Regions from separate parts of the Sus scrofa genome. Here region 1 is linked to region 2. The links are chromatin contacts, called in public HiChIP or PLAC-seq maps. All regions are on one chromosome and are shown on one strand. Each heading gives the region's core, a stretch centred on a gene start, on an enhancer-like site or on the middle of the called end of the contact. The rest is flanking DNA. Distances are from core to core; before and after follow the strand shown.

Region 1 (2,700 bases), core at 120-2,619, 240 kb after region 2:
CACAGCAGGAACTCCTGTATTATTTAATTTTTAATTAAACAAATATATTCTCTTTAAAAAAAAAAAAAAACTCAGGCGTTCCCTGGTGGCTCAGCAGCTTAAGGATCTGACATTGTCCCTGCTGTGGCTCTGGTTACTTTTGTGGCACAGGTTTGATCCCTGGCCAGGGGACTTCCCCATGCTGCTCATGTGACCAAAACCAAAAAAACTTCAAAACCATTCTGAGAAAGGCTAAGTTCTCTTGACTGTCCCGTCCCTGAACCCTGCCCCCTGTGATCAGATGGTTCCAGGCCTCACGTTTCTTCTCTGGCCCCTCCTGGCACAGATGCTGAGAAGCGCTGTCCCTTGGGGTAGCTAGTCTGTGGGCACTTGGCACCTTGTGGGGCATGGGAACAGAGGGGCCCAGGCTGACTGCAGCTGTTCTGTGTACCCCCACCCTCCTCCAGGAGCCTGAATGAATTGCGGGTGTTGCTGCTGGAGGCCAATCGCCACTCCCCGGGGCCTGAAAGGGATCTGAGCCGTGAGGTCCATAAGGCCGAGTGGCGGATCAAGGAGCAGAAACTCAAGGATGACATCCGGGGCCTGCGGGAAAAGCTGACCGGGCTGGTACGTGGAGAAGGGGGCGGCCTGAGAATGATGGAACGCTGGAACGGGGCCAGGGCTACCTGCTGTCAGGCCATGGAGGCTGGTGACCTCCTGGAGCCACCCCAGGGACAGCCAAGTCACAGTGAGGGTTCATAGTCCTCTAGAACTGCAGGCAGAGTCAGTGACATGGCTATTGGGGGGCCATGGTGGCCCTTTTACAGACATCATGGCTGGCTGTGGGGCCGTCTGGGTGATGCAATGCAAAGGAAGACTTCCTAAGAATCTGGCCAGTCCAGAGGCAGCACCAGCTTCCGTCAGATGGTGAGCTTGCCGTCCAGGGAAGTAATCAACCAGTAATGATGATTCATGCATCAGTCTCTGGAAGGAGAGAGGAACAGGGGCCTGACTGAGTGGAGTTCTCAGAGGTAGGGCCGGGGTAGGTGAGTGGTACTGGTTGCACAGGATGAAACCATCCCCGTGGTCAGTGTTCAGGATAAGCCTGTGGCCAGTTCCTGGGCCTGGCCAACTCCAGGGTGTGGACAGGATAGGGTCCGGAAGGACAGGCCTGCTGTCAGGAGAAGCTGCTCCGAAGCTCCTCACTGCCCTCCCGCCCAGCAACGTGGGTCCAGCCACACAGGAGGAGATGGAAGGAGAAGAGAGGCCTCCCGGGCAGGAGGGGACACAAGACCTGCCTGCAGCCGTGGGAGCAGGCTTGCACTGGCAAGGTTAAGGGAGAAGGGGCGTCACTCTGCTGCTCCCAGATCCTGGGGACCACGGGTCCGGATGCGCTGTGACCTTCCAGGTCTGGCCACCAGGGGGCGGGGGTGAATACAGAACCCTCTGTGGGCCTCATGGTGCTGTGAATCTGGGTGTAACTCGGAAGCCTGGGGCTGTGGGGATTTGGGAGTCCTGATTCCGAGGCTTCCCCAGAACCATGTGGAAGGGGCAGAGCTGCCCTGGCTGTCTGTCTCCATGGGCCACAAGCCGGTCGAGTTTACGTGTGACTGGCTGCCCCTTCCCCCAGGGCGGCCTGTCCCATGTCCCTGGTGAACTGTCCCCAGCACCACGGAGAACCAGGGATGGGCTTGGTAGTAAGAAACCTCCTGAAGTGAGGAAGGTTTGGACAGAGAGGGCGGGTTGGGTAGAGGGTCAGAGCAGAGCAGAAGGACCTGGAAGCATCAGCCTAAGGGAGGCAGTTCAGGGAGGGTTTGTGCCAGAGCGAGGAGGCTGGTGAGCCAGGAGGCAGTGCATCTCTGGGTAGCATGGTGGCGGGGTCAGCTGTGGCACCCCTGGAAGGGAAGGTAACAGGTGTCCTGTGGGTGGAGGAAGGGTTCAGGGAATTAGGCTCTGGGTCTAGTGGGGAAGAGGAGGGACTCCCATGAGACAGCATGGAGGGAGTGGGGGGCAGGGAGGGAATGCAAGAAGGAAAGAGAGGTTTCAGGACACGGAGAATGTGAAGCATCTGATGGAAGCTGGGAATTCAGGGCAGGGGGGCAAGGAAGATGCTTCATCGAGGACCCTCAGGTGAGGGAGGGAGGCCCGCGGGCCCTGGTGATGCTCAGGCCTGGCCAGAGATGAGATGGGACAGAGGAGTTCCCTGCCTACAGGAGAGTCTGCGCTCTGGCAACGCGAACATGTGCGCGCACGCACACGCGTACACGCATACATGTGCACGTGCACGCTCTTCCCCTCCCCTGCCGCGTCCAGGACAAAGAGAAGTCCCTGTCGGATCAGAGGCGCTACTCCCTTATTGACCCGTCCTCATCCTCGGCGCCTGAGGTCCTGCGGCTGCAGCACCAGCTCATGAGCACGGAGGATGCGCTGCGCAACGCGCTGGACCAGGCTCAGCAGGTGGAGAGGCTCGTGGAGGCCATGAGGAGCTGCCCCGACAAGCCCCAGGTGAGCTGCATCTCACCCAGGTCCGCGGGGAGAGACCCAGCCCTGCCCCCAGGAGTCTCAGCCGAAGGGGTGCATGGCTTTATCCTGAGGAGCTCAGACCAAGGGCAGAGATGCGGCTTCGCCCAGAGAGCCTAGGTTTTCTGGGGTCTGGGGACCCCCATTCTGAAGCGCTCTGCTCGGTTTGGAGCCAGAGATGGTCCCGTCGGGAAGACCCCG
Region 2 (2,700 bases), core at 119-2,618:
TGGCCAGGCCTCCCTGCAGAGCCCAGGCAGCAGGTCCTTCATCTGCTTCCTGTTGTGAGCTAAGACCAAGTGCTCTGCACCCACATTGCTGCACCCTCCTCCCCTGCTGTGTGGCCACGCTGGCCCCTCCCTCTGCAGCCTCCAATCCTGAGTGCCTGGAGTAGGATGGGGAAGCGGCCCGGCGGCCCACCCCTGCACTCCCGACGAGGCCCCCTGGCCGTAGGTAGCTGTAGAGGATGCTGGCCTGGACCCTGAGCAGAAGCCGCTTCTTCAGAGGGGCCAAGTAAGTAGAAAACCCCCTCCCCACCTGTCCCCGGCCTCAGGCAGGGCCCCAGGTGTGCCAGCTGGGGCTGGAGGCCACAGCGGGACAGACCCACCTGAGGCCGGGCCCTGAGGCAGGAGAACTGAAACTCCTTGGTCACTGTTGGCCGCCTGTCGAGGGGAAGAGGCCGCCGCTGAGGCTCCTGGCCCTGCTGGTACAGCCTCCCATGAGGCTGGTCCCCCAGCTGCTCTTTTTCGCCCTTGGTGTCCAGGGACGTGGCTCTGGGTAGAAGGCACCCCTGGGAGGGGTGGGGCTGTCATTGCAGAGATCACCGGGGCTTCCTGGCCCCAACTCTCCTGCCCAGGCCTCTCTGTCCTCGCTTGCTCTCAGGGAGGGCCACGCCGTATCTGGTACTGCTCTCTTGACATCCTTTATAGGGGCAGGGGCACCCCGCAGAGCCAGGCAGACCTAACCCACCCACCTCCTCTGGCTCCTGACCCGATGTGGGCCTGAAAGATGAGGGGACACACAGGGTCGGGCTCTGCCGAGGCCCCAGGGGCCAACCACCAAGCCACTGAGAGAGCGTGGGCTAGATCCCTGACCTGAGCTAGAAGCCCCCTGTCCCCAGTCTGAGGTGGGGCTGAGCCAGGGCACCCCAGAGCAGTTCTGAGGACGCCCAGGGTGGGACGTGCCCCGGGCTGAGTGCACAGAGCAAGCCGGTTGAGCAGGAAGCATGTTCTCTTCACGGACCCACGTCTGTGGATGCCTGGCCTGGGGCCTCGGGGAGCCCACAGGTCAGCGGCAGAGGCCGGTGGCGCAGCCCCCCCAGGAAGTGGTAGTGGGGGCTGCCGGCGCTCCCGAGCTTGAGTGAAGCAACGTTGGGGCTTCAGGGCTGCTGCAGTGAGGAGTCTGTGCGGGCGGGAAGGAGTAGGAGCTCGCAGGCAGAAGAGCATTCTCTGCGCTGGAGGAAGGCGGCTGCTCCGGAACCCCCACCACAGGCCCACCGAGGTGGGGAATCAATTCCTGTAGCCTAGGGTGAGGGGGAGCCTCCGGGGACGCTCCTGTGACGCGATTCGTGTCTGGTCTGGAGGGTGGAAGGGCGAAGTGAACCGCTGATCCGCACAGGGCGCGGGGATCTCCCCAAGGTCACGAGCCTCCTCTCCAGCTGTGCACCTTCCTGCTGGGTTAGAATCCGCGGGGCTGCGCTGGGGACCTCCCCATCCCTGAGCGCCCTCCCTCCTGGCTCAGTGCCCCTTCCCTTGTCACCCACCCACTACAGTCTCCTCAGGACCGGGGGCAGGAAGGGCTGCGGGGGCAGCGGATGACGTCATGGCTCCGGTCCAGCGGCTGCTTCCGCCACCTCCTCTCGCAACTCAGTGTGGGCTCCAGAGGCTGTCTCCCCCCTCCCACGCCCCACCCCCATCGAGAGAGCTCATCAGACACCCCCCTTCCTAGCTGCACGATCCAGACATTTCGGGTTCCCAGCCCCTAGCTGTGGTCCCCAGCCCCTCCCCTCAGGCTCCCAGACAATGGGGAACTGGCTGGATCCTCTTAAAGGGGCAGTGTCCCACCAGCCCTCTTACTCTGCCTCATCCCCAGTTCCCTAGTTCAGGAGCGGTCACCCAGTGCTGCCATGTGCAGGCTGCCATGGAGCAGAGGGTCCCCCACCGCCTGGGGCACTGAGCTCTGACCTAGTCCCCCATTCTTTCCTGCCTTCCTCTGTCCCTGGATTGTTCCCCTCCTGAGCCATGAGCTCTTTGCCTGGGTTCTCCTGTCCCCGTGTAGCCTTGGCACATCACCCAGACCTCCCTTACAGCAGCCAAGCTGGATGGATCCCCTAGCCAGCTTGACACGGTGTGACTCTGGCCCAGACATACCTGTGCACACCGGGACCCTGGGTTAGGCTCTCAGTACCCAGTGGGGCTGGTCACTCCGGGTTGCGGGGCAGGTCACTGCTGGTGCCGCATTTTCACATTTGCTCACCTTGACTTAGCTGGGCTGCTGGTCCCCAAGACGCTTGGGTGGAAAGAAGCCAGGCACGTAACTCCTGGCCTGTGGGGTGACACCTGGAAATCTTTGTATCGTTTCTCTCCATCTGTCTTTCATGGGCGCCACCATCCAGGCTGCCCGGTACCTGTGCTAGGCCCCGTTATCATGACTGGCAGCGCCCAGGGCGCTGGCCGCAGTTGAGGAGATCCCCGGCTTGACCGATGGGCTGGTCTGTACTGAGCGGCACCCCCGCCTTGTATCTTGGTGGAACTGGGAGTATCTTGCTGGGGCCTCTGGGGCCCATCTATGTGACCTTGGGTGGGGTAGACCCTCTGAAGTTCATCTGCCTTGTCTCTAAATGGGGATAGCCCTGCCTGAGGATGGGTAGCCTGAGAGGATTAAGTACATTGAAGCAAGAAAATGGGAAGGTGCCAGTTTAGTAGGTCTTC

Evidence for each region. HiChIP or PLAC-seq counts read pairs in DNA pulled down with a chosen protein or histone mark.
Region 1: a contact with region 2 is called in an H3K27ac HiChIP or PLAC-seq map of alveolar macrophages. The contact joins two enhancer-like sites. A contact is called at or near these places in 1 of 5 promoter capture datasets (liver), 17 of 47 Hi-C or Micro-C datasets (alveolar macrophages, embryonic fibroblasts, fetal heart ventricle and 10 more) and 2 of 2 datasets of contacts at active chromatin or transcription factors (alveolar macrophages and skeletal muscle).

Annotation. Positions count from the first base shown.
Region 1 is chr3:11,497,007-11,499,706 of Sscrofa11.1, forward strand. CLIP2 (CAP-Gly domain-containing linker protein 2) reads left to right here. Exons shown (of 16, transcript XM_021086342.1): 13 at 447-606; 14 at 2,293-2,484. Among named protein-coding and RNA genes, the nearest start is that of GTF2IRD1, 40 kb to the right of the region's middle. Within about 2 kb of position 1,370, at least 7 of the 83 cell types and tissues checked have an H3K27ac peak or open chromatin away from gene starts, as enhancers often do. A contact at or near this core is called in alveolar macrophages, where this site is marked.
Region 2 is chr3:11,258,338-11,261,037 of Sscrofa11.1, forward strand. The region is part of intron 2 of LIMK1 (LIM domain kinase 1); the gene reads left to right. Among named protein-coding and RNA genes, the nearest start is that of LIMK1, 6.9 kb to the left of the region's middle. Within about 2 kb of position 1,369, at least 56 of the 83 cell types and tissues checked have an H3K27ac peak or open chromatin away from gene starts, as enhancers often do. A contact at or near this core is called in alveolar macrophages, where this site is marked.